Regions from separate parts of the Mus musculus genome. Here regions 1, 2, 4, 5, 6 and 7 are each linked to region 3. A link is a contact called in public Hi-C, HiChIP or PLAC-seq and promoter capture Hi-C data. All regions are on one chromosome and are shown on one strand. Each heading gives the region's core, a stretch centred on a gene start, on an enhancer-like site or on the middle of the called end of the contact. The rest is flanking DNA. Distances are from core to core; before and after follow the strand shown.

Evidence for each region. Promoter capture Hi-C pulls out the DNA fragments that hold promoters and counts their contacts. A called contact is a pair of places that touch in the nucleus more often than the background predicts. HiChIP or PLAC-seq counts read pairs in DNA pulled down with a chosen protein or histone mark.
Region 1: an H3K27ac HiChIP or PLAC-seq map of bone marrow-derived dendritic cells shows a contact between it and region 3, with 10 times the contacts expected there. The contact joins the promoter of Cd63 here to the promoter of B4galnt1 in region 3. A contact is called at or near these places in 2 of 39 promoter capture datasets (liver and pre-B cells), 1 of 115 datasets of contacts at active chromatin or transcription factors (bone marrow-derived dendritic cells) and 1 of 9 other capture datasets (adipose tissue).
Region 2: a promoter capture Hi-C map of liver shows a contact between it and region 3, with 2.8 times the contacts expected there. The contact joins the promoter of Cs here to the promoter of B4galnt1 in region 3. A contact is called at or near these places in 9 of 39 promoter capture datasets (the HPC-7 cell line, cranial neural crest, embryonic stem cells and 5 more) and 4 of 115 datasets of contacts at active chromatin or transcription factors (bone marrow-derived macrophages, embryonic stem cells, microglia and 1 more).
Region 4: a contact with region 3 is called in a promoter capture Hi-C map of stem cell-derived epiblast-like cells, with 5 times the contacts expected there. The contact joins the promoter of Mip here to the promoter of B4galnt1 in region 3. A contact is called at or near these places in 7 of 39 promoter capture datasets (the HPC-7 cell line, embryonic stem cells, liver and 3 more).
Region 5: a promoter capture Hi-C map of pre-B cells shows a contact between it and region 3, with 3 times the contacts expected there. The contact joins the promoter of Pan2 here to the promoter of B4galnt1 in region 3. A contact is called at or near these places in 5 of 39 promoter capture datasets (the C10 cell line, hippocampal neurons, liver and 2 more), 1 of 484 Hi-C or Micro-C datasets (embryonic stem cells), 4 of 115 datasets of contacts at active chromatin or transcription factors (astrocytes, bone marrow-derived dendritic cells, large pre-B cells and 1 more) and 1 of 9 other capture datasets (liver).
Region 6: a contact with region 3 is called in an H3K27ac HiChIP or PLAC-seq map of bone marrow-derived dendritic cells, with 4 times the contacts expected there. The contact joins the promoter of Coq10a here to the promoter of B4galnt1 in region 3. A contact is called at or near these places in 5 of 39 promoter capture datasets (cranial neural crest, hippocampal neurons, liver and 1 more), 3 of 115 datasets of contacts at active chromatin or transcription factors (astrocytes, bone marrow-derived dendritic cells and memory CD8 T cells) and 1 of 9 other capture datasets (liver).
Region 7: a Hi-C map of B cells shows a contact between it and region 3, with 11 read pairs. The contact joins the promoter of Stat2 here to the promoter of B4galnt1 in region 3. A contact is called at or near these places in 3 of 39 promoter capture datasets (hippocampal neurons, liver and pre-B cells), 1 of 484 Hi-C or Micro-C datasets (B cells), 1 of 115 datasets of contacts at active chromatin or transcription factors (large pre-B cells) and 2 of 9 other capture datasets (liver and pancreatic islet).

The regions. Positions count from the first base shown.
Region 1 is chr10:128,908,009-128,911,452 of GRCm38.p6, reverse strand. Cd63 (CD63 antigen) reads right to left here and starts at 1,587. Exons shown (of 8, transcript NM_007653.3): 1 at 1,495-1,587; 2 at 982-1,058; 3 at 1. The coding sequence starts at 1,047.
Region 2 is chr10:128,335,952-128,339,462 of GRCm38.p6, reverse strand. It overlaps Cs (citrate synthase), which reads right to left and starts at 1,736. Exons shown (of 11, transcript NM_026444.4): 1 at 1,504-1,736. The coding sequence starts at 1,545. Gm51822 (a long non-coding RNA gene) reads left to right here. Exons shown (of 2, transcript XR_003949053.1): 2 at 1-2,324.
Region 3 is chr10:127,163,414-127,166,902 of GRCm38.p6, reverse strand. It overlaps B4galnt1 (beta-1,4-N-acetyl-galactosaminyl transferase 1), which reads right to left and starts at 1,747. Exons shown (of 11, transcript NM_008080.5): 1 at 1,384-1,747; 2 at 681-899; 3 at 21-185. The coding sequence starts at 898. Gm51819 (a long non-coding RNA gene) reads right to left here. Exons shown (of 3, transcript XR_003949045.1): 3 at 3,220-3,238.
Region 4 is chr10:128,223,950-128,227,361 of GRCm38.p6, reverse strand. It overlaps Mip (major intrinsic protein of lens fiber), which reads right to left and starts at 1,552. Exons shown (of 4, transcript NM_008600.5): 1 at 1,121-1,552; 2 at 150-314. The coding sequence starts at 1,480.
Region 5 is chr10:128,301,776-128,305,512 of GRCm38.p6, reverse strand. It overlaps Pan2 (PAN2 poly(A) specific ribonuclease subunit), which reads right to left and starts at 2,178. Exons shown (of 26, transcript NM_133992.3): 1 at 2,042-2,178; 2 at 1,020-1,418. The coding sequence starts at 1,301.
Region 6 is chr10:128,366,967-128,370,561 of GRCm38.p6, reverse strand. Coq10a (coenzyme Q10A) reads left to right here and starts at 1,582. Exons shown (of 5, transcript NM_001374700.1): 1 at 1,582-1,864; 2 at 2,409-2,555. The coding sequence starts at 1,725.
Region 7 is chr10:128,269,238-128,272,447 of GRCm38.p6, reverse strand. Stat2 (signal transducer and activator of transcription 2) reads right to left here and starts at 1,950. Exons shown (of 24, transcript NM_019963.2): 1 at 1,731-1,950. It overlaps Apof (apolipoprotein F), which reads right to left. Exons shown (of 2, transcript NM_133997.3): 2 at 1,198-3,210. The coding sequence ends at 2,489.

The sequences.
Region 1 (3,444 bases), core at 338-2,837, 1.7 Mb before region 3:
CCTGAGGAAAAAGGCGAGAGTTAGGTCAGATCCTCAGTCCAGTAGCCCTCGCACCCGACCCCCACCCAGAAGATAGATCCTACACCTCCAGGAAACACTGGCTGTAGACAAGGTCTGCCCATCCTTGCCCCACAATGAAGGCTGGGAAGTTGTTTAAGGCACACAAGGAGAAGGGAATCGGGAGGTGTCATGCTGCCTTTAAACAGCGCTTCGGCACAGGATATGGGTTACTTTCTATGGACTCCCAGCTAGAGTCTCTCCCAGAACTACCCCCTCACTCCAGTGACTCAGGTCCTAGGGCCAGCTAGGCTAGGGCGGAGGAGGGGGTAAGAGTGGCCCCTTTCGGGCCGGGCGTGGTGGCGCACGCCTTTAATCCCAGCACTCGGGAGGCAGAGGCAGGCGGATTTCTGAGTTCGAGGTCAGCCTGGTCTACAAAATGAGGTCCAGGACAGCCAGGGCTATACAGAGAAACCCTGTCTCGAAAAACAAACAAACAAAAAAAGAGTGGCCCCTTTCAGAACACACAGGGAGGAGCAAATGAAGGAGGGCAGAGCCTTTCCTACCCCCAAGTAAATGAGAGGGCTAAGAGAATGGAGAGGAATCAACGGTGTGAGGAGTGGAGACAGCCCCTTGGCGATACCATCAGACCGTTGGCAGGTTGCCCCACCACCCCGTACCACGAATGGTTGGGTCACCAGACAGGAAGGGCCAGGAGGGGGTTGGTTGGGGGTGCTCCCCGTCTAGGATGGCAATTCTCGGTCCAAACTTTACTCAGAGGTCCCGGAAAGCTGCGCGTGGGGGATGGGGAAGGGAGGTAGCGCGGACACGTTCTGCCTTTGGCCCTTTTCCCTGGGCTTTCCTTCCACATCTGGCCTCCAGCTGCCTTCATCTCTGGGTCCCTCACCCTTCACGGCTCCCGCTCCAAGACTCCCCCCCCCGCACCCCGCCCGGGCGCCCCGTCGCTCTCCCCGCACTACTCACGCAGAAGGCCAGCAGGAGAACGTAGAGCAAAAACTTGACACACTTCATTCCTCCTTCCACCGCCATGGCTGTTGGGCCTGGGGCCGCGGAGAACACCAAGGATTAGAGCAGGTAGAGCAGGCCGAGGGGCCGCCACATCCGCAGCTCCCCGCCGGCCTTCGCAGCCTTCCCTGCGCGGCCCCCATCGCTGCCCTCCCACCCAGAAACCCGCGGTCAGACCCACGTCTCCCAGCCCTCCCCGCTCGCCGGCCGGACTGGGGCGCGCCACGCAGCGGGGCCTCGGGATCTCGGGATCCCGGGACGCACGGAGGGCGCGGCCGGACTCCAGGTAGATCTCCGCCCGCCGCTGCACAGCGCCGATTCCCGATCCCCGATCCCGACAGGCCGCGACCCGAGACCCTCGCCAGCCCCTGGGCGCGAGCCTCCCCTCGGGTGCGGCGCGGATGGCGCCCCGCGAACTTCGAGGCAAAGTTGCCCCCACGGACGTCCCCCGGGTCCCCGGGCCCGGCTCACCTGCGCTCCCCGACGCTTCTCAGTACTCTCCTGCCGCGGCTCAGCCGCCGTCTCCCGTGCCCCCTGCCCGCGCCCCGCCTGCTGCACGGCCCCGCCCCGGCTCCGGCCGCCCCCCTCCCCCGCAGGGTGGCCGCCTTCTTCCCTCCCTCCCTCTCTCTCTCATGTGACACGGGAACAGCTGCGGCCTGAGTCACCAGGCTAGCAGGGGGAGGTGAGCCCCCCGCCAGGACAAGGCCACGTGGCCGCTGCCTGGAAGGCTCGAGCCAGGAGCCGGACCTCAGGGTTCCCGGAGCCCTCTGCAACCCAGGCGCCGTCTGGTTCTCTCTGGTTCAGGAGTAGGCGAGTCAGAGTCCAGAGGACGCACGGCGGCTCAGAGTTGCCCAAAGACAGAACTGAGCCAAAGTATCAAAACGGTCATCTGCAGACCTCAACCCACCGAGTACCCACCACGCAGCTCCCTCTCCGTCCTTGTTCAAGGCCCTGCCCCCCGCCCCATTCCCGAGCCACCCGCAGAAGGTGTGGGTTGAGTGGCACTGGGTGAAGTCAGAATAAACACTTCCAGAAAGCCCCTAGCTTCCCATCCTAGAAGTCTCCCAACATTCTGGACTAGGGTTTTATGGCCCCAGCTTCTCCATTTTCTAGAACTCCTGAGCTGAGAAAACCCTTTGAGGAAGCCCTTGTCTAGAACCCCGTTTCCATGCGTCAATCATAACACGTCAGAGCCTGGGCCCTCCTGGGAAAAGATTAACAAAGCCTTAGAGCTCCCTTGCTCCTGGATTAGCCAGTGGTTAATGGAGATGTGAGAAAGGACACTAAGGCCGGCGAGGCAATAGCATGGACTTCCGTATCTTATTCCTCTTTTCATCAGAGATGGCAAAACCAGGTAAAGGCGAGAGTTAGAAATACCTTTCTCCCGTGTGCCGCTGGTGGTTCACAGAAGGAACTGTTGTAAAAAGCTCAGATAGGACCGACCGGCCTTACACTCCTAACCTGAACTTTGTCCTTTTCTCCGCAGCTCCTTCTGCCTTGAGTTGCTTACTGAATCTGAAGGGAAGGGACTGTATATAAAGAAACAATTAAAACAAAGGCCAGCTGGTGGCACACATATGTAATCCCAGCACTTTCATATTCTCTCTCTCTCTCTCTCTCTCTCTCTCTCTCTCTCTCTCTCTCTCTCTCGATAGGGTTTCTCTGTGTAGACCCGGCTGCCCTGGAACTCTATCTGTAGACCAGGCTGGCCTCAAACTCAGAGATCTGCCTGCCTCAGCCTCCAGACACTAAAAGTCCATGACACCACACCTGGCACAAGAAAATCAAAAATTCAAAGCCACTCTGGACAGTTTAGTGAGACACCACACACACACACACCTATCTCTTTGGAATCAGGGTCTCATGTAGCCCAGGCTGGCCTGGAATTCCATATGTAGCTGAGGATAACCCTGAACTGCAGGTCATTTTGCCTCCACAAGTGCTGGCACCACCGGTGTGCACAAGTGCATCTAGTTTATGCAGTTCTGGCACCAGACCCAGGATTTTGTGCCTACTAGGCAAGCACTCTACCAGCTAAGCTGTATACCCAGTGCTAGTGAGACTATAGTTCAAAATGGCGAATGGAAATGCATGCAGATCTATGGTAGAGCATGTGTCACGAACTCAGGCTCAGTTCCCAGGCTACAAAGAAGTCTAGGCATGATGGTGAGGCCTGTCCTTCCCAGCACTATGGAGGTGAAGGCAGGATGGCTGAAGGTTACAGGCCATCCTGGGCTACACAACAACACCTTGTCTCAATCCAACCAAAACAAAATCAGTGGTATACACCTATAAGTATAGCATTTGGGAGACTGAAACGGGAGGATCCCTTGGTCATTCAAAGTTCAAGGCCAGAATGAGCTACGACTCGAGACCCCATCTCAAAAAAAACAAGAATAAACCTGAGCTGAGGACGTAGTT
Region 2 (3,511 bases), core at 487-2,986, 1.2 Mb before region 3:
AACTCAAGCAACTTGACCAACAGAGTACAAAAGACTAGCAAAGTTTCTGGGATCCTCAACTTCACTTCTAACATAAAAGTAAAGAATGACAACACAAATGTGGCCCAGTCACCCTCCCAAAGCATTATGACATTTCCTAGGGCTTTATGAAGCAAGATAAACTAAAAAAAAAGTAAAACCAAAGGCTTTTTCAAGTTCACTGTTGTGTTAGACTATCTGGTCTGGGTTAGCAGCTCCTGAACCGATCTAATTATAGGTCCACCATTCTGCCAAACACCGTCTAGAACTTGCTTCATTTCCCAAGAGGTTTCCTTACCCAGTTCCCTGGCAGCAGCAGTAGCAACAGCCAAGTAAGACAAGTGTCTACCAAATAACCAGTCTCTACCTTGTTGCCAGACACAGAAAAGCCCCAAGATAAACCCTACAAGTTTTGTGGTACATCTGACAACTATGCATCTCACACAGAAAGTTAATACCATTCTAAGTCTTTTCTTTCCTCCAGGTGTACTTTGCTTCAAACTATCTACTGATGAGAAAAACCTATTAGTTCCTTTAAAACTAAAACAGAAGCCAAGGTCATTTGTGGGACTGTCCCCACTTGGGTTAGAGCTGAAATTCCCTCAGCATAGCTGGGTCTCTGTTTAAAGGCCCAAGTTATGCTGAGCAAAAAAGTAGTGATAACGTGAAATTAAGAGTTATCCCTACTTGGACTTGAACTTCAGAATTCAAAAGGCAAACCATCAAATTAAAGGGCCGCCAGGGAATAAGGGGAAGTACTCCTGGTAGGTAGTAGAATTGAGTCATGTGACCTTGGTGTTACTACCTCACGCCTGTCTTCATTTATTGGCCTGTAGCTTGGAGGAACAACCTTTCTGGTTCTACCTAGAGCCTGATGTGATACATAATCAGCAGGTTTAACAGAAATGCCCCACCCTATTCAAGCTCCTCCTATATACATTAAGTGCAGGAGTCCCAAGGACAAAGAGGAGCTGGGGGGCTCTAGTCCCCTAACAAAACTAAAACGGCGGGGTCACTTACAGGCTTCAATTACAGTGAGGAAAGAAACAGGTCCTGACAGGACTCACCCTACAAAGCAGAGCCCAAATTAGCCCCAGTGACCAAGTGAGCATATTTATACATCCCCCACTCCTCCTCCAACAGTTCTCTCCCTAATTCGGGGGACCACGCCACATCTTTGCTCTCTGGCCTTGCAGCCAGGGCCCTGCATCCCTCGCTTGCACCTTGGATACTTGATATGACAGAAGGCGGGCCTCCCGGCCGCCGGGGGCTGCAGGCCGGGGCCGGCAGCGTTCACCTTAGCCGGAAGGGCACGCAGCACATGGCCTAGGAGCTCTGGGAAGGGTTGGCGGCTCGCCAGGGTCGGGCCCCTTTAAGGCGCGGAGGGCTGCGCTCCGGTGTGGGAGGGAGAGCCGGTGCCGGAGGCCCTGCGGTCGCCTCAGCCCCACCCCGCGCGCCACGGCGCGCTCCCTCCTTTAAGCTCACCTTGGCTCCCAAGAGCCGGGTTGCTGCAGTGAGTAGAGCCATGGCGGGCGAAACTCCGGGACCTGGCGGGAAGGGACCGAAGGGAGAGAGCTACAGCTGCAACAGGAGCGGTCGCCGCTGTGATGGAGACCGCGCCAACCGGCGGACAAGGTTGAAAGGAGGCGGCTGAGGGGAAGGGTAGACAAACCGGCACAGGCGCCCAGCCCAGGGTCCTCGGCGAGGCCCCGCCCTCTGCCCGAAACTTGAGCCCGCCCCCCTCCGGCGACCCACCCCGGCCTCGACCATTGGCCCAAAATGGAAGAGGGGCGGGATCTGAGCCTTTGACAGATGTTATCGCGGGGAGGATTGGACCGTACGGATTAGGCTAATTAGGAGTGGGTGGGAAAGGGATTGTAGGTGTCTAAGGATGTGCCTGAGAACTCAGTTAACTTCCTTCTTTGGCTTTTCCCTTTGCCCTTAACACATTTCGGGTTCTCCGGAGAATGCTGAAGATAAAGCTCCAGCACGCGACGTTTGAAGGTCACTGAACACTGCAACTGACCATTGCACTTCCTCTACCTGCTTGGCATGCTTTCTTAAAGAATGTCTTTGGTTAATGACTTCATGGCCGTGGAGGTGACATCACGCAGAAAGCCCGCTATGATGCCAGAGTTAGTTGCTTGATGGTCATTTGTGAACAGAAGAAATCTTGAAATTACAGATACTGACCCCGTTATGTGGAGAAGAGCAAAACCAGAAGCCTGAATGTTTAGTGATGTTTGTGAACTATATGGAGTCTAAGTCTTACAAAAGCCCCCTTAATATGAAGGAACCTTTCAGTCTTTGGGTCCTGGGCCTTATGATTCTGACATTCTTCATAAAACCCCATATCATAAAACCCCATAGAGCCAGCCCACCTCAGACACAGGATCAGGAGCTGCAACTCTCCACTCAAGATCAGGTGTTAGACACTCTCTTTTCGTCCCATCATTCACAGTATTTCCAAAGGACTCGAGGACGTTTATCCTACTTGGCTCTCTCTCTTATTTCTCCCTCAGAAAACATTGCAGTGAATGACACAAGGATTTAATGATCTTACACATCACTCTTAAATGCCCCGGGGTAGAACACCTCAGAACTTCTGTACTTTCCTGTGCCTACTGTGAAATTGGCCTAAGGGTGGAGAGAAGCTGACCCAATGATCAGAGCACCTTATCTGTAACCACCAAGCCTCAAATGTACAATCCTTTTATCTCACCACATGACAGTAACAAAGTGCAGAGGTCTCAGTATCCATGTAAGCCAAGTTCAGATAGTCCTTGTTTATAGAGGATGTAGTTTGTGGCTTAGACTTGGAAAAGAGAAAGAAAACCCCTATTTCCTCAAGTTTTCTCATATACATATTCATATCTGCCCAGTAGTGTTGTTCTAGCTTGGAAGTCAGGTAGTTCTTATGAGAGAACTTTATCAAGAGAAGCTGCGCCTCTTGAGAAGCAATAACCTTAGACCACCTCCCCGGGGACTTCAAAGCTTCACTGATCAATATTGGCTCCCAATTTAGCATCTCACATGGGGTTTCCTCATAACCCCAGAATAGTCTGACCTGGTTCCTTCCCCCATAGTTAATTATCCACAGAGACTAGCTAGCAGATCAGAGGCCTGAACTCCAGTGCCGTAAGTAACCAGAGGCTGTCCCCATCAGGTGAGGCTGCTGAAGGGACAATTATTGGGTGGCCATAATGGTAACTGGAGTTTTAATAACTACAGAGAGAATGCCATCCTTTTTAAGCCCCTTGATAGGATTCTGTACTTTAACGTCCAATTTTTATTTATTTGAAGTTATTTAATCCTGATGTCCATTGTTATAAAATCAATGTGAAAGCCCAGAGATGAAGGGGGTTAAGTGGTTTCGCCCAAAAGCTGAGTCTGTATCAGTCTGTCCCTCATTGCTGGGAGTGAATGCGGTTTGTAACATGCTATTACTAATACTCAAACATCAAACCACACCCCTAGCCCTACAGTTTCTTTC
Region 3 (3,489 bases), core at 498-2,997:
TCCTCCTCTCTCACTGGTACCTTGCAAGGAAGGCCTGGTATTCCTGCTCCCTGGCGACAGAAACAGCCCTCAGCTCCTCAGCGTCAAAGGCTTTAGTGAGGTCAACCGCCCGAACCTGTCTCAGAAAGGGCAAGGGAAGGCTTCCTCCCTTGGATTCACAACTGCAGTTGTTCTGAGCCAGCAGCCTAAAGGGAGGAGAAGCGGCTTCAGAGTCCAGGTAGGTACCTAAGCTCCATTTATCTCACAAAACGCACAGCGCTGCACACTTTGATCCCTCAACTCTGCCCACAGGTGAGAGACAGCTTATCCCTTAAATCTGTGCGTTACAGAGGTGCGAACTAGGGCCAATTACTAGGATGTCTACGTAGCCGCCATCCAGGAACCCTTCTGGAATCTCAAGTCTAAATCAAGACAGCAGGCAGTCTCCGGGTGCTCTTTTGCCTGTACATCCTCCCACACTCCAGTGGCGGCGACAAGGTTGAGGAGGATAGATTTGCCGCGCCCCTGTCTCCCCCCCAGTTCAAGCTTCGGTAGCCCTCTCCACCTCCCTGATAACTGCACCCAACCAGTCAGCAGTAAGCAGCGTCCGAGTCTAGCACTGGAGGAAACAAAAGCTCCCCGGCCACCCCCTCCAGCATGTTCTGCGCTGTCGCCGCCGCCACGCCGCGGTCCGCACTCACCCCACCACTTGCTCCTTGATCCTGACCGGGATGTGTGCGTAGCGAGGCTCAGGGGCAAGGTCTAGCAGATCGAGTCTCGGGGGACCTTGTGGGGGCGACCACAATGCCAGAGGGTTCGGGAGACTTGGCGCGTTTCGGGTGCTGGAGTACAGGAGACCCAGCGAGGCGCAGGCGAGCAGCAAGACTAGCGCATAGAGGGCCCGGCGGTCTAGCCGCATCCTGATATGGGGGAGGGTGAGAGGTGACCAGGCTCTCAGAGAACGTGAGGGCCGGGACTCTGGACCCCGCCGCCTCCGAGGCTCGCGCAGGTACCCAAGGCCAGCCATCTCCGCTCCGCACGGCGCGCACCCCTTCCCTCATGCTCACGCCAAAGGTCTCCCGGCCTCCTTTCTTCCGCCTCTCTCTCGCCTCTGGGCTTCCGCATACACCCAAGGCTTGCCGTGGTGACATGCAGTATCTTGGGTGCGCAGCCCTCGGGGACCCCACCCCCACCCCACGGGCAGCAGCCGGGCCAGGGTGCTGCGGAGGGGCGGCTGTACTGCACCTGGCGGGTCAGGGAAGGCACGGTGTCGCGCCCGCGCTCGCGGGTGCCCGGCCTCGGTGACCCTCGGGTGGCCTCGTTGAGCCACGGGCACGATGCGCGAGGCCAGGAGGACGCCGCTCCTGCCCACACCTCGGCCGCCGGGCGTGCCAGCGCACTGACCTGTCTAACGTTCTAAGGCCGCGGCAGGATCGCGGTCCGGGCAGTGCCCGGTTCTCCGCCCCGGCCGGGGGGTCCTCATGAGGCCGGCGACGGCCTGATGCGGGAGCTGGGCGGGAGGGAGCCCGACAGTGTCGGGGATCCGACTCCTCCCGCCTGCGGACTCCGGGGCTTTGTAGACCGCAGCGCGGGGGTGGTTCTGAACGTTTCCTGCCGGGGTGAACTGGATCGTAAATCCGCCGCGCCCCAGCCCCAGCGACAAAGCGGGGAAGCCCTGGCACCGCGTCGCGCTCCCAGGCAGCCGAGGGCTCAGGCCTCCGCCCGGCTCTCACACCGCAGCGCAGCGCCGCTCCCGGGCTGGCTGCGGCACAGGCTCGGGCTCTGAGCGGGGATGGCGAGCTCCGCGGCGCCGTCTGGCGGACGCGGAGAAGATTGCTTAGGCGATGAGCCCTCCCGGGAAGGTCCCCCCTTTTCACATCCCTTCGTCCCCAAACCGCGGTGTCTAAGATGCCAGTTCCCGGTCCCCGCCATTTCCCCACTCGTTCACAGTGTAGCCCCAGGAAGGGCGATTGGGTTCAGTATGCGGTCTAACCTCATTTCAAGGAACACTTGGATGGGGAAGATGAAATAAATAAAACCAGCCAGCCCTGGAGGTGAACACTGCCTCACGAGCAACAAAGACAGCGGCCTCTCTCTGACCTCTTGGCTCCGAATTCCAGCCATCAACCGAGGCAAGCCGTTACTCAATGGCCGGCCTACTTCCCCTAACTGCTTCTTGGTACAGACTTGAAGAGGAACCGCAGAAAGTGGCCAGATGGACAGTGAAGTAGGCCATAGGTGGCTTGATTCCCGACACTGACCAGAAACAAAGTCCTGTGGTTCTCAGAAGGATCAAAATTGAATAGAAAAATAGGTAAAACATAATGAAAAATGTGTCTGGGGGTTGGGGCTGTAGATAAGCAATATTGAATGAACTGTGTGTGTGTGTTGGGGAGAAGAGGGAAAACCCACCCTTAAACCAGAAGTTTCAGATCAAATGCTAAAAGTAGAATTACAAAACCTTTAAAATAAATCAAGGGCTTTTTTTCCTTTACAGTCGGAAGAGATCCCCTAAGCAAGAGGCGAAGGGAAATATTAGTAAACCTGTCTATATAAAACACTTACTGGAGAGATGGCTCAGCAGTTAAGAGCACTGGCTGGTCTTCCAAAGGACCTGGGTTCAATTCCCAGCACCCACATGGCAGCTTACAACAATAATTCCAGTTCCCGGGCGTCTGGATACCCCTTCACAGACCCACATGTAGATAGAATATTATTGTAAATAGGAATAAATTTATTTACAAAACACTTGATAGACATCGGGTGTAGAATGCAAAGTTAGGTTTTTATTACTGTGCCCAAGAACTCCGTGAATCAAAATGATCTTTGTAACCGGTCAACTCCCTGCCCGAGGACAGATACGCCACGATTCTCTGGAAGCTGTTACCCGTATCAGATAGCAAGCCACATGCGTTCACTTTTCTAGGGGATCACAGGGAGTTGAGAGGTAGGTAGGAGGAAGTATGTCAGGATGTATGCTTGCTTCCATCTGACCAAGGCATAGCCTGTGAGTTAGCCCTTTATAATCACCTGGCCATTGTAGCTGGTGGCCATTTTCTAGGAACCCTGGAGTGGACTGGCCAGAGTCCATCATCCTGGCTAGTATTAAAGCTTGCTTCAAATTTTGTTCAAAAATTGTGGCAGTCATCTTATTCTTGACTGGTAGAATCAAAACCGACGTGGCGCATGCCTTTCTTAACACCGTGGAGTCAGGAGCTGAGGAGTTAGCAGGTTTGGTCTGGTCTAAGTAAGTGAGACCCTGTCAGAAAGCCAACAGTTGGGTTGGGGGATATGGCTTAGTGGTTAAGAGCTTTTCTCCCTCTTCTAGAGGACCCAAGTTTGATTCGAAGCACCCATGTTGAGTGGCTCATAACTGCGCACTAGGAGACTTTGTGCCCTCTTCTGGTCTCCTCAGGCTCTCTCTCTCTCTCTCTCTCCCCCTCTCTCTCTCTTCTCTCTCTCTCTCTCTCACACACACAGCACACACATGCAGACACACGCACAAGTGTT
Region 4 (3,412 bases), core at 303-2,802, 1.1 Mb before region 3:
ATCCCTTTGTACCAACTGGTACTGAATAGGGTATATATATAATACTTAGGATTAAAGGTGGAGTAGGAAGGAAAGAACCCTTATAAGTTGGTAATACTTTAGGGTCCCTAGATTCCTTGAGTAAGAAATTTCCCACCTCTCTTGCTTACCCCAAAGAGGTGCCCCAGGGTGAGGGAGAAGCCAACAGCCAGGGCTACAGAGCCCATGCGGCCATTCCGCCTCTCGTCGTATGTAGCAAAGATGCAGAGCACGAACTGGAGCGTCAAGAAGATCTCCACAGTGGTGGCCTGGCCCACGCTCACCCCAGCATGCAGCTGGCCAAAGGGGACAGAAACAGAGGCAACTGTTAGCCCTGCCACGCTGTTCCCACTTGAAGCAGGCACCCCTTACACTTCAGTTCCCGGGAGAGGATGCGGAGCCCCTCCCAAGCCAGTGTTGCTATCCTAACAGAGCTTCTTTGTTGTAGAAATGATTGCACTCACTCACCTGAGAGGGGAAACTGAGACTTTATAAAGTAAAATAAATCTAAGAGCCTGGCCTGGCAGTGGTGACACTTGCCTTTAATCCCAGCATTCAGGAGGCAGAGGCAGGCCTCCTCTGTAAGTCTGAAGTCACCCTGGTCTACAGAGCTTCCAGGATAGCCAGGGCTACACAGAGAAACCCTGTCTTAAGGAGTAGGGGAGAGAAGAGCTGGGTGTGCAGCTCATTTGATGTGACTTGCCTCTTAGCATGCGTGAGGCCCTGGTTCCATTCCCAGCACTACATAAACTGGATGTGTTTGGGTGTACCTGTCTGTAATCTTAGCACTTGGGGGAGGGGGTGGTGAGTAGAGGCAGAAGGACTCTTTGGCTATGTAGGAAGGCTAGGTCTAGAGTCCTGCGCCTGCCCCACCCCCACCCCTGGCCCTCCAGCTCAAAACAGAAGGAAAGGGGACTTGAACTCAACTTTCTGGATTCACCACGGAGGCCTCTATGCTTTCCTTTCCCCTCCAGAGCACTTATGGCTCACACACATGCACACGCACGTGCACACGCACACACACACACACACACAACCATGAGCAAGCATGCCAGGCCAACAGTCAGGACACTGTGTTCCCCAACCCTTAGCCAGCCCTTACCGTGTTGAGCGCTAGGTTTCCTCGGACAGCTGGTGGGGTGACACTGTACAGCACAGCCGCCCCAGCCACAGCTCCCAGAAGCTGGGCTGCTATATAGCAGAAAGCCCGGAGCAAGGACATCTGGGAGCCCACAAGGAAGGCAAAAGTGACCGCAGGGTTGACATGGGCTCCACTGATGTGACCCACAGTCTGCACCAATGTAGCCAAGGCCAGGCCAAAGGCCAAAGCCACTTGCAAGACATGTAGGGGCCCAGGGGCCCAACGTAGCGAGGCTCCAAGCCCAAAGAAGACATAGAAGAGGGTGGCAAAGAACTCAGCAAATATGGCCCTCCAAAAGGAGGCAGACCGAAGTTCCCACATGGCAGTGGGGGTGAACACAGTGCCTGGGTCCCTAATAACCCCCTGGACCTGCCTGGGTTGACAGTCCCCTTTATAGAGGACTCTTAATCCCTGGGAGGGGCAGGTTGAGGTAATTGGCTCTGCCTCTTAACCCCTTCACAGCTGTGGAGGTCTGAATCGAACTTCTGGTAAAGAGGTTGGATTTCCTTTTCTCTCTCCTCAGCAGGGGGAGGGGCGGGGATGAGCGCAGAAGCCAAGGAGCCAGAAGTATGGGGTCCATGGATGGAGAACTAGAACAGTGTGTCTGTGTGTGTCAAAGCTGAGGCTCATAGTATAGTCCTGACTGACACCTGGTTTAGAACATTCCTCAGATTTCTTGGAAGGTAGTTAGGTTGAGTTCACTTCCTCTAAGATAGGGTGGGCTCGCTCATGGGGGTCTCTGGCTCCCTTGAGTCTATTGGGGTTAAGGGTGGGGGAGGGGGTAAGGAGTGGGGTGCAGCAGGGGAATTGAATAACTGAAGAGAATTCTTTAGTTCCCTGGGATTAGGGGGCCTTCTCCCATTGGCTGGTTTGGACTGGAATCTGTGGACCCTGCAGCTCTGGAACTGAATAGTTCTGCTGTGTCTGGCTTTCTCAGAGCCCCGGAGTTCCCTACCCCCTGGCCATGCCAGCGTCTCCCTTTCCAAACCATCAGCCTGCCCTTTTAAACCAGGGGGTGGGGAAACATGATCTGAAAGTGGGGTTGGGGTCCCAGAAGGAGGAAACGTGGTCCGTTTTCCCACTTTCTTGCCACGCTGTGCCTTTTCCTAACCCATGTGAGGTAGCAGGAGGTGGTGGATGAGAAGAAACAGTCACTTGGCAAAACAGCTCAGTCAGTTCTCCAGGACAGCTGAGAGCAAGACTGGAGTGCCCACCCTCAACCCAGACGCAGAAGAATCTGGGTCAAGGGGAAAGAGGTTCAGCTCTGTTCAGCTTCAGAGAGGGACATGGGGCCTAGGAGAGCGGGGCTCTGTGAATAGAGAAGGAAAAATGGGGTTCCGAGACAGACTCCTCCACCTGGGAAGTCATACAGGTCAGCAGAGCTTTTCATGTGAAGCCCTGGAGCAGACCCTGTAGGGATGGCTCAGCCAGTGCCTCTCCTCCAGTGGGGAGTGAGAAGGAACACATTAGGGAGTTGTGTTTCTGTCCTGCAATGTGCAACTTGGGGTTGGATGGTACAGACAGTACAGTGACGGTGGAGGGCCCCTGTAACCCACAGAACAGCAGGGGAAGTTGTCAAGACCAGGGGCACTCACAGGGACTGATGAAGAGAAACAGTAACATCCATGGACCCTTGAACATCCCAGGAGCATCTCAAAAGACTCCTGACTTCAGGTCCTGTAACCTTCGTAGCATCTCACTCTGTAGATCCCAGTCACCTACGTCAACCCCAGAAAATGCAGGGTTTGTGCTGCCTGCAGGAAATGGCCTCAGAGAGGAGCAAGGTTAGCACATCACAGATAGGAGTTGAGACCCTCTGAGTGTATGCTGAGGCAGGTGGGTGTGAGGATACAAAGTGACAGAAGTGTTTTAGCTACAACATAAGACAGAACTATAGAGGTTAAGGGGGGACGGAGGACCTCACCCCAAGTATCTGTGCCAGGCTCACCACACCCACACTCAGAGCCAGGGCTAGTCACATAGGGTGAGAGTCTCCTGCCTGGCACAAAGCTTCCACAGGGACATGGGGCATGGAGGACCATCTCTACCAAGATTAGAATAATAGTGCCCAAGACTTAAGCAGCAAGCCCATGACCAACCTAGACTACATAAAAAGTACCAGGCTGCCCAGGACTATATAGGAAAACTGTCTCAAAATGGGCAAAACAAATGCAAAATCAAACAAAACTTCACAGGCTGGGGAGAGGGCTCAGAAGGCAAGAGCATGCATTGTCTCACAGAGGCACCCAGATG
Region 5 (3,737 bases), core at 929-3,428, 1.1 Mb before region 3:
GAGGTTGAGATAAGGCTGCCCCTAGTTCAAAGCCACCCTAGGCTGCATAGTAAGTCCCAGATCAGAAGGTGCTACATACTGAGATTGTTTCAAACCCCGACCCCATTCCCAATTCTAAATTGGGTAAAATATTAAAGAGTATGGATGGCTATAAACTAAGGGATGGATATAGTTAATCAAAACATGGGCTGAGCTTGGTTGGTGATACCCCTATAAACTCAGCACTCTGGAGATGATGTTAGGGTTGTAAATCTGAGGCCAGCCTGGGTTACACAGCAAAACCCTATCTTAAAACAAAACCAGGCACTCGGGAGGCAGAGGCAGGCAGATTTCTGAGTTCAAGGCCAGCCTGGTCTACAAAGTGAGTTCCAGGACAGCCAGGGCTACACAGAGAAACCCTATCTCGAAAAACAAAAAACAAACAAAAAACAAAACAAAACAAAACCAGGATTTGACCTGTAGGAGTGAGTTCAGTGCTTGCCTGCTGTGCAAAAAGCCTCGGGGTTTATCTCAGCAACATACACTGAATATGGGTTTGGTGTCTATCTTCCCAGCGCTCAGGAGATAGAGGCAGGAGGATCAGACATTCAAGACGATCCTTGGCTATACATAAAGTTTAAGGCCAGATTGGGATAGAGAGACCCTGTCTTTAAAAACAATAAACAAACAACAACACAACAAAAACAATAAACAACAGTCAGATATGGTTACATACAAGGAAACTCAGCACTTTGGAGGCAAAAGCAGGAGGACTGCTGTGAGTTCTAGATCAGCCTGGACTATAGAGAGAGATGTTGTCGCAAAAACACAGTAGTGATAGGAGAACTGACAGAGTGGAATGCCTTATGAAACTAAATATGTAGTTAATCTCTCCACTCCCTTGTTGGTTTGAAAGACCCAGCTAACTCTCATCAGTTCAACTCAGTTTTGACTACCTGCAAAGAGCTGTCCTTGGGCAAAGACCAGATAAAGATTTCTAATACACCCTTTCAGCCTTCAGAAAGGGGTATAGTTCTTACCCCATGGCTCCCCACCCACAGCATCTCCTCATGTAAATCAAAGTGGGAGACAGACACAGGCACTCCCACTTCAGCCACCACGCTGTGCAACTCAGAGTAGACACCTTCCATTATGTGCACTGACTCCTGGACAGGAAGAGCCTCCAAGGCCACTCCCTCTGGGTCTAGCTCCACATTCTGTAGCAAACTTGGATTCAGGTGGGCATCCAGGACTGGGTCCAGGGTAGAATGCATAGCTGGGGAAAATTCGGCCAGTCCAGGATCCAGACCCTCAAAGTTCATGACGATAGTGGCCGCTGGTCAGACCGGAGTCACACCCTCCCTTGCCACGCTTCCTACAGACAAGTGACCCAGCCTTCAGGAGGACAGCACCAGTGAACCTAGAATGGACATTCTGGCCTGCAAGGGAAAGAGGCAGCGCAGTCAGGGATAGGCCTAGGTACTGGAAGTATCTTCTATGTGGACAGGACAATCAGGTAGGCAGAGGGGATGAGACTGCCAGGCAAAGACGGAAGCATGCATGAAGAGGACAAGGGCAACGCTGTACTGTGAGTGGCATGACAGTGTCCCTTACTCTGCACCTCTAAACTTCCTAAGTTCCCTGCCAGCCCACCAAATGATCTAACTCTTGACTTCCCTTTCTCCTGAACCACAAGGTGAAGGGAGCGGGTTTGATAGGGGCTGGAGTTCGGGGGAGAGCTCTGAAATGCTTGTTTCTTAGAATTGGACATGAGACAAAGGGGCTGGGCGGTGAAGGGGGCAAGACAAGCCAGTTTCCCAGAATCCTTTACAGTGGTTACCCAGCATTCTCCAGGGGGTGGGTAACAAGAACGGCCAGTTACCCACAAACGGGGCGGGGGTAAGGGGGAAGTAATGGAAACGGATAGCTACCCAGAATTCTTTGAGCGAACCAGAGAAACTGGTTACCCAGAATTCTCCCCCAGCGCAGGGGACGGGAGGGGAAGGATTAGGGCAAAGGTCAAGACGTGTTCCTGGGATGCTTACGGGGAATGGGTCATTACCAAGATTTCTCCATGGCGGATATTTTGGAGCGCGTGGAATTCAAACGAGTAGGGGGTAGAGAAAGCGCCGTCAGCTCCGCGGGAAATTCCAGTTTCCCTACTACTCCCCCGCCTCTAGCTCAACCTAACCCAAGCAAGACGGACGGTGGATTGGCAGCCATCGCTTCCAATCAGCGGGGGCCACGGGCTCATCCCAGCCAATCAGAAAAAGCCAGGTACAGGCAGCGCCTGAGAAGGAGAGTGACGTAGCCTCCGCCAAAACAAGGTTACGGAATGCCACCGGGGACAAACTGAATCAGGCGCGGATCTATTTGGTGTTACGAAAAGTAATCCCTTCGCTCTCAGGCTTTGTTAAGCAAAATTAACTTTAGACTTTGAAGCCAAGCTTTTACGCTCCCTGAATAAGAACTAGACTAAAGGGGCGCCAGAGGCTAAGCACTGGGACTCGCCCGGTGGGTATTCCCAGCGTGGCCTTCATCATTCCCGGCGTATAGACCTTCATCTTGCTGTGCCTGTGAGCCATTCCAATACCTCTGACCCTGTACCCCCGAAACTCACTGGCATTTCCTATGACTTCTAGATGTGGGGAAGAAAAAGGAAGCGGGAGCCTGACTTCTAGTGTGGCCCAAGTGGCCACCTTTTCTCTATTTCTAGAGGCATCCATCTGAAATTCCCATCAATGTTTGTGTCGTCCCCAGAGGTCCCCTAATTTTCCCAAGAAACAAGTCTCCTAGACTGTCAAAATTCCCCTAGACCGTGGAGCTGGACATTGACCCCAAGAGAGAGATAAACAGTAAACTGAGTCAACTGAGCTGTAGCTATTCTGAGGGGTTCTTGATTAATCTCCAACTAAGAGATCCTACTGCCTCTCCCTCTCCTGTGAGAGTGTGTCACCGTGTCTAAAATATTTGGGGGTACTGGCTGTGTACTAAACTGCTTTGGAATTGGTCCAGGCTGTGAGATGTCTTAGGTTGCCCAAACTCAGCTCTGTCATCTCTGTTTTTAAAGGCCCTGTGCCACTAGTGGTCCATACCTACAATACCTGCATTATTAAAGCAGAGGCAGGAATCCCTTACAAATTCGAGGCCAGCCTAGGCTACATAGATAGTAAGGACCAGGCTTGCTATGGCTACATGGTGAATATCCCTTTCAACAGGTGCCTGTGGAAGAAAGTTCTCACCAATAATAAACACCAATAATAAAACTTTTAAAGCATTTATTGGGCCAGGCATAGTGGAGGTATATTTGTAATGGCAGTAATCCTGAGGCAGGAGGATTAGTGTTCAAGGTTAGCTTCTTCTATATAGCAAGTCCCAGGCTAGTCAGGTTACATGAGACCCTGTTTCAAACAAACAAAAACCAGGCTAAGTGGGATGGCAATCCCACCACTCAGGAGGCAGAATGGATTTCTGTGAATTTGAGGACAGCTTGGTCTACGTAGTGAATTCTAGGCCGACCAAGGTTAGACAGTGAGACCCTGTCTCAAAACACCCCCCTCATCCAAATAAAAATGTATTTCTTTTCAAAAAGGTGAAAGAGGATTTCAAGATGGTACAGCAGGTAAGGATACTGCTACCAACTGTCAGGGTCTGAGTTCCATCCCTGAGACTCAATGTGGTTGTCTTCACATTCATACTGTGGCACACATACATAATAAATAAATTTAAGTGTCTATCTGTCTCTGTCTGTCCCTCTG
Region 6 (3,595 bases), core at 333-2,832, 1.2 Mb before region 3:
GTGTGCATGAGAATGAGTATGTGTGTGTGCATGGTGTGTGTGTGAGAATGTGTATGTGTGTGAGTGTATAAATGTGAATGTGTGTGTGTGCATGAGAATGTGTATGTATGTTTATGGTGTGTGTGTGGGTGTGGGAGACGCACATGTGTGTTGTGTGATGTGTGTTTAGCTGGTTCTCTCCATGGGGGCGGGGGGGGGGGGGGGAGTCCTGAGGATTGAATTCAGAGCAAACTGGGTGGCAAGCACCCCTACCCACTGAGCCATCTGGCTAGCCTCGTCTTGACTCTGAGTCTATGACCTTATTTGTGTAAAGCATTTGACTTGTATCACAATGTAGCTTTGATTGCCTGTCTTCTTCCTGCCAGCACATTTCCTTTGTCAGGCAAAGCTCGAATCAATGTGGGGAGCTTTAACCCAGCGTAGGGAAAGCAGAGCTTGCTCTGTGACAGTCGGGAGAATTTTGCTTGCTCTTGCACCCGTCTAGGCTAATCTCTTTCTAATTTGTAGTTTATTTCTCTTCTCTCTTTTTCCTTTGGTCATACTTTTCCCAAGAGCGCTTGTTTTTTCCTTGAATCCTGGGACGTAGTATTCACCTTTGGGCTTTCTGCCTGTGATGTCTCGTCCTCCATTGAGTACACATTTTTCCCCGACAGTGATGGTGCTTTTTTCTAAAAGTAAATTTTGGCTAGTAGTAGCTCACACCTGTAATTCCAGCAACTGGGAAGTGGCAGCAAGAAGGTGCATATGAGTTCAAGGTCAGTGCAGGTTACAGAGCAAGATCATGACACCCCAAAGCCCTCCTGGAGAGCATGCATGTCTGTAATCTCAGCAGCTAAGAGTCAGGACGATATCCAAGAGTTCCAGGGCAACCAAGCTTATATAGCGAGGGCGTCTCAAAGAACAAACAAACCATGTCTTATGTTTGGTTTGGTCTGACAGTAGGGCTTGCTTCTTGTTTAGAGCTGGCTACTCTAAAACTGGGTAGGTAGCCCAGGCTGGCCTGGAACTCGTGGCAACCCTCCTGCTTCTGCCTCAGACTTCTTTCCATAAATATTAGGGAGGAAATTCTGCTCCTAGGGACGTTCATGAAGGAGCACTGCAAATTCAAGGCCTGAATTGTCTTGTCTCGAATAACGAGAAGGGGAGGAAGGGGGAAGGGCGTGTAGATCTAGGAGAGATTATACAAGTCAGCCCAGAACTTGCAAAGTTAATATCCTTTTCCAAAGACATAAACCGGCAGCAGGCACTGCAAAGGCCAGTAGGATGAAAAGAGCCTCTCCTTCTAAAGGGCTCTGAGAAACGTTCCTCTGGACATCGACAGCCATCTGCCGTTGACACGCCCACGACGTCGCCTCTGCGTCTACGTATCAGGTCCTGTGACCACAGACTCGCCAAGTAGTTTGTGCCAGGCGATCTCGCTCCCCCGAGCCATCTCTGCAGCTCCTCCGACACGCACCCAGCGCCCTTTCTTTCACGCCAGAGGTGTCAAAGAAACTACATCTCCCGACAGGCAGCGTTGTCCCTTCCTTCCTCGCGCTCCCTCCTCCCGATCCCTGGCAACGGCGTGACGTGAGGGGACCCAGAGCTGCGGTCACCGCTTCAGTGACAGCCTATCCGGCGCGCGGGCCGGAGCAGGGCGAAGGCAGCCGGAGCTCGCGCCGCCCTTCCTGCCCGGCCTCCCCTACAGCTCGCCGCCGCCGGGAGTGCCAGGCAGGGGCGCGCGCATGGCCTCTGCGGGCGCGCGGAGGCTCCCGGCCCCGACGCGCGCGGCCGCCCGGAGCTGCTGCGGCTTCTCGCTCTGCCGGGGCGCGCGCTCCGTCCCGACCCCGCCCCCGGGCCCTCCGCGGCCGCCGCGTCCAATGAGGTGAGAGGCAGGCACAGACGTCCGCGCAGGACCGGAGGGGGTCGCCCGGCACCCCGAAGTTCAGCGGTGGAGGGTGGCAGCCCTTAGACGGCAGGCCGGAGAAGGGCTGGCATTGGTGGTGCCCTGGGAGTTCGAATGGAGTTCTGGAGATACGCGTACAAGCTAGATGCTCGGGGCGGGTGCGTGCCAGCCACTTCTTGGCCTTCGCCGGCGTTCTGGCTTTGATGTGCCTGGCCTGACCCTGGCGTCAGAGATGCTTCAGTTTGCTTGCAGCAGTAGTGTTGCCTCAAAGGCAGCTGGCACTTAGGACGTGCCCTTCTTTTTCCCATCCCCACCCCTGGCCCTGTCCTCAGCCGCCCTCGACCTTTCGCACTCGTGACTGCCTGGCCAGCCAGCCCAGCTAGCTGCAGCAGGTGCTAGGGGCAGAAAAGCTTGCCCGAACCAACGACCTTCCTCTGTGATGCATCCCTCTTCCCCTTCACCTGAAGTGGTTGAATACAAAAAAAGAATCGTGACGCTGCCTCTCCTTTCTTTTTGGCGCTAGGTTTCTGATTTCCTGTAATCTCTTCTTGCCTCGCGCTGCCCAGGCCTTGGCAGCGGAGGCTGGCCTACCTCATAGTCGTTCCTTCATGGGCTTTGCTGCCCCCTTTACCAACAAGCGAAAGGCTTACTCGGAGCGTAGGATCATGGGGTGAGCATTCCTTTTTTTCCCCTTCAAATAAATAACCATGTACCAGTAGTGGGTAAGATTCATATTGGGCCACTTGTCTCCCCAGCAACGTTTTCGCTGCCAGCCTTTCAACCTAAATTTCCCACCTTAGTTGTTCTGCACGTGTATTAGTCTAGAATTGTGTTACATCATAGAAAGGTAACCGACTAGGTAGTACAGCCTGTAATCTAAGCTTGAAGCTTCCACGGACTACATAGCCAGAGCTGCATCATAGGTATCTCACACACACACATTTTGAGACAGGCTCTCACATAGCCTAGGGTTGGCCTTGAACTTGATATACAGTCAAGAAGACTTTGAACTTATATCTTGCCTCCACCTACCTCCCTAGAGCTGAGATTATAGACATGTGCCACCATGCTGCTGTTTTTCTGCAGTGCTGGGGATTGAACATGCTAAGAAACCACTTATTACAGGACTTAATTAAGTCACAGCTTTTTGTTATTGTTGTTTGAGCCAAGGTCTCAAGACATACCTCTGGGTATCTACCTTGGAACTATGTAGTCTAGGCTGGGCTAAAACTCAGAGATCTGCCTGCTTCTGCCTCCTAAGCACTGGGACTAAATGGACTTTACTGGCTACCAGGATGTCAGGCTTTTGTTTTATTTTGATAATCGGTATCATTATTTAGACTTGGCTGGCCGGTCTCCCAAGTGCTGAGATTAAAGGCGTGCACCACCATGTCCAGCTATAGCAAAAATGCTTTAAAAAATTTAAACTATAAGGGACTGGAGAGTTGGCTCAGTGATGAACACTCGTTGCTGCAAAGGGTCGAGTTTGTTTCCCAGCCCCACCTGGAGGCATACTGCAACCTCAAGCGGGAGCATGTTTGATACACAGATAAACATGGAGGCAAAACACTCGTGCACATAAAATAATGAAAAAAAAATTTTTTTAACTAAAAATATTGGGGCGGGAGGTTGGAGAAATGGGTTAATGTCTAGGAGCCTGCACTGCTGAGTTTAGTTCCTAGCACCTACACTAGGCAGCCTGTGACTTCA
Region 7 (3,210 bases), core at 701-3,200, 1.1 Mb before region 3:
GTGGAGTGTCTCTGACTCTTTTGCCTGTTCTTGGAACCCTTCTTCTCCTCCTGGGTTACCTTGGCCAGCCTTGATCTGAAGGTTTGTGCCTAGTCTTACTGCATCTTGCTATGTCGTGTTTGGGTGATACCCCTGGGAGACCTTCTCTTTGCTGACAGGGGAGAGGCAGGGGATCTGGAGGAGAGGAGAGATGGGGTGGGGGCACTGGGAGAAGGGAAGGAAAGGGAGGATATGGTCAGGATGTATGAGAGAAGAATAAATAAAAAGGAAAAAATAAAAATCTTACTCTTATTGTACCTAGAGCTGAAAAGCTTAGAAGAAACACAAGTGTTCTTTAAAGGTCACATGATTCTACTACAGAGCAAACATTGCCACCTAGAGTCCAGGCGTTGACTTTCTTTCCTTAAAGGCAGGAATGGAGAAGGGAAGAGATTGGGCAGGAGATCCAATTATTCTCCTTCTAAAAATTTTATTTTATGTATATGTTGGATGTTTTGTCTGCATGTTCACCCACAGATCAGAAGCGGCATTGGATCCTATAGGACTCTAGGATTATAGATGGTTGTGAACCACCATGGCTGGGAATTGAACTCAGGACATCTGGGAGGGCAGACAGTGCTCTTAACTGAAGAACCATCTCCATAGCCCTGATCCAATCTCTCTTCAAACAAAATGTTTGTTTTCATTTTAGCTTTCTTGCAATCCTTGATCCTCGTGCCTTACTCTCTGTGAAAGCTTTGGTTGAGCTACAGCTCCAAACGGGTACTTGACTCTTTAAATTATATGCCTGTATTGCTTCTAAGAAACAAAAACTTGACGGGTGGTGTTGGTGCACACCTTTAATCCCAGCTCTTGGGAGGAAGAGGCAGGTGGATCTTTGAGTTTCCAGGACAGGAGGGCTACACAGAGAAACCCTGTCTCAACCCTCACACCCAAAGTCTGCCTAAGTGAACTAACTGCACGTAGGCTATAGGGGCTGCAACAAAGTACTTTCTCTAGTTGGCTTCACTCTCCGATATCAGTTTTGCACTGAATAAGGTTTTCTGAAATAAACTAGACTTTGTGTGTAACCTTAAGCAAACAGTTTCACCTCTAGGACTATAGTTTATATGTATTATATGTATATAATATATATATATACATATGTGTATATATATATATTATACAAACACACACACATAATGATCAAGGATGTCTTTCTTATTTATTTATTTATTTGTGCAAGGATCAAAAATTATGTAAAGGGCCTCGAGAGATGGCTCCATGGTTAAGAGCACTGGCTGCTCTTCCAGAGGACCTGGGTTCGGTTCCCAGCCCCCACATGGCTGCTCACAACCATCTTAACTCCAGTCCTAGTAAATTCGGCCCTCTTCTGGCCAATTCAGGCACGCACCTAGTACATAAACACAACATGCATACAAATTTTAAAAATATAATAAGGAAGCAAACAAATAAGTAAATAGATTCGCAGAGCAGAGGTTAAAGCTTTGGCTTATGACAAGGATCATAATGGGTACATAGAGCAGCTGCAAGGGTTGCGGAGGAGTTTTGGAAGGAAGTCGACAGGGTTGAGAAGTAGAACTGTGCAGCGGTGCAGCATCCTGCAGGGTGTTCGACTTCAGCCAGAGAGCAGAAGCCTTGTCTACAGGGGCATCACCCGGGGCAGCAGCCCTTCCCGGGAACCGGCTGGCACCTCCGCCCCGCTCCGCACACCCTTTCGGGGCCTGTACCTTCTGAGGGTCCAGTGCCGCTCCTTCCAGTGCTCTCGCTGCAACTTCCAATTCTCCAAGCGGTTCAAGGACCCGTTTTCCACCCTCCCCCGACTCCGGCGGACCAAGATAGCGAACAGCGGAATGGGTCACCCGGCTGGCGGAATGGATCACCCGGCTGTGGACGCTCGGCGTTCCGGGATCGGTGGGGCGACCGAAAGCTTAGCCACGCCCTCCCCGCGTGTCACTCTCATTGGCTGAAACACAACCCCGTTCAGCGCTGGGCTGGACAAGCTGCTTGAAACCACACCGCCGACTTCAGTGATTGGCGGAGAGGGAGAAGCTCGTTAGTGCCCGCTCCCGCCCCCCTAGTCGGGCGGAGCCCAACTAAAGTCTTAGCCAGGAATTCTAGCAGCTGATTTACCCGAACCGAACCGTGAGTTCTAGGGAAAGGAAACTGAAACCAGGGTGCGTGAAGGCACCTAGGACTCCATAGAAAGGGTGGGACCTGCGTCCCTTAGGATAGGGAGGGAAGAGCTGAGGTAATAAGGTATTTTTGAGGATATGAATGATAAATACTGTGGGTTCATGATAACGCTTTTTAATTTCTATAATCACTTGTTCAGGTGGAAGTTAGCCAGCCCCATTAGAGTGTAAAAATCTAAGTTTCAAGAAGGAAATTACTGGCAAGCGATGACAGTATCCCAAACCATCCACCCACCCATCCATCCATCTACACTTCTCTTGTCAGAATTTTCCACTTATTGGTTGTTTTGTTACTATCTCTTGTACGCCAAGACACCATAGTTCTTTAATAAAGGCCACTCCCAGTTAGAAGTTGTACTTTCAACTTCTGACACAAAATTAGACATGGCTATTTCTTCCACAACACCGATATCTGTGGTGGCATCCTTTCCGGTCTCTGGCTGATGGGTGGTCACCTCTGGCTGAGGGGTGGTCACCTCTTTCTCATCATAATAATACTGGATCAGCCGCTGAACCCCAGCCTTCATCGCTGGCTTAAGAGCAGCCGTGATCACCGCACCAGCTGGGCCCCCTGACGCGCCTACCATGGCCATCAAGAGATCATAACCCAGATCTATGGCCCCATCTCGACCTCGTTCCTTGGCCTTGTCAGAGCAGTTCTTAATGGCGTAATACAAAGCTGTGCCTAGGTTGTAGTAGGTGCCTACTGCTGGTAGTAGGTCAACCACATTGTGGACACTCTGTTCCTGATCATTGTCGCAGTCTGTGTTGGAAATCGAACGTTTGGCCCTCTTTGGACCTGGCTGCTCCCAGGCTAAGAGCTGCAGAGCAGAGGACAGGGCATCCACAGACACTTCCCGGTCTGTGTGTCCACTCTTCTGGAGCTCCTGGAGATGGTGGATGAGGGCTTGTGTAGCCTCCACACCTCCTAATCGGTAAAGCTGAAGCTGAAGAGCCCAGACCTCAGCCTGGCAGCCAGCTGCCTCCAGAGCATTCCTTAGAGCCAGGCCTACCA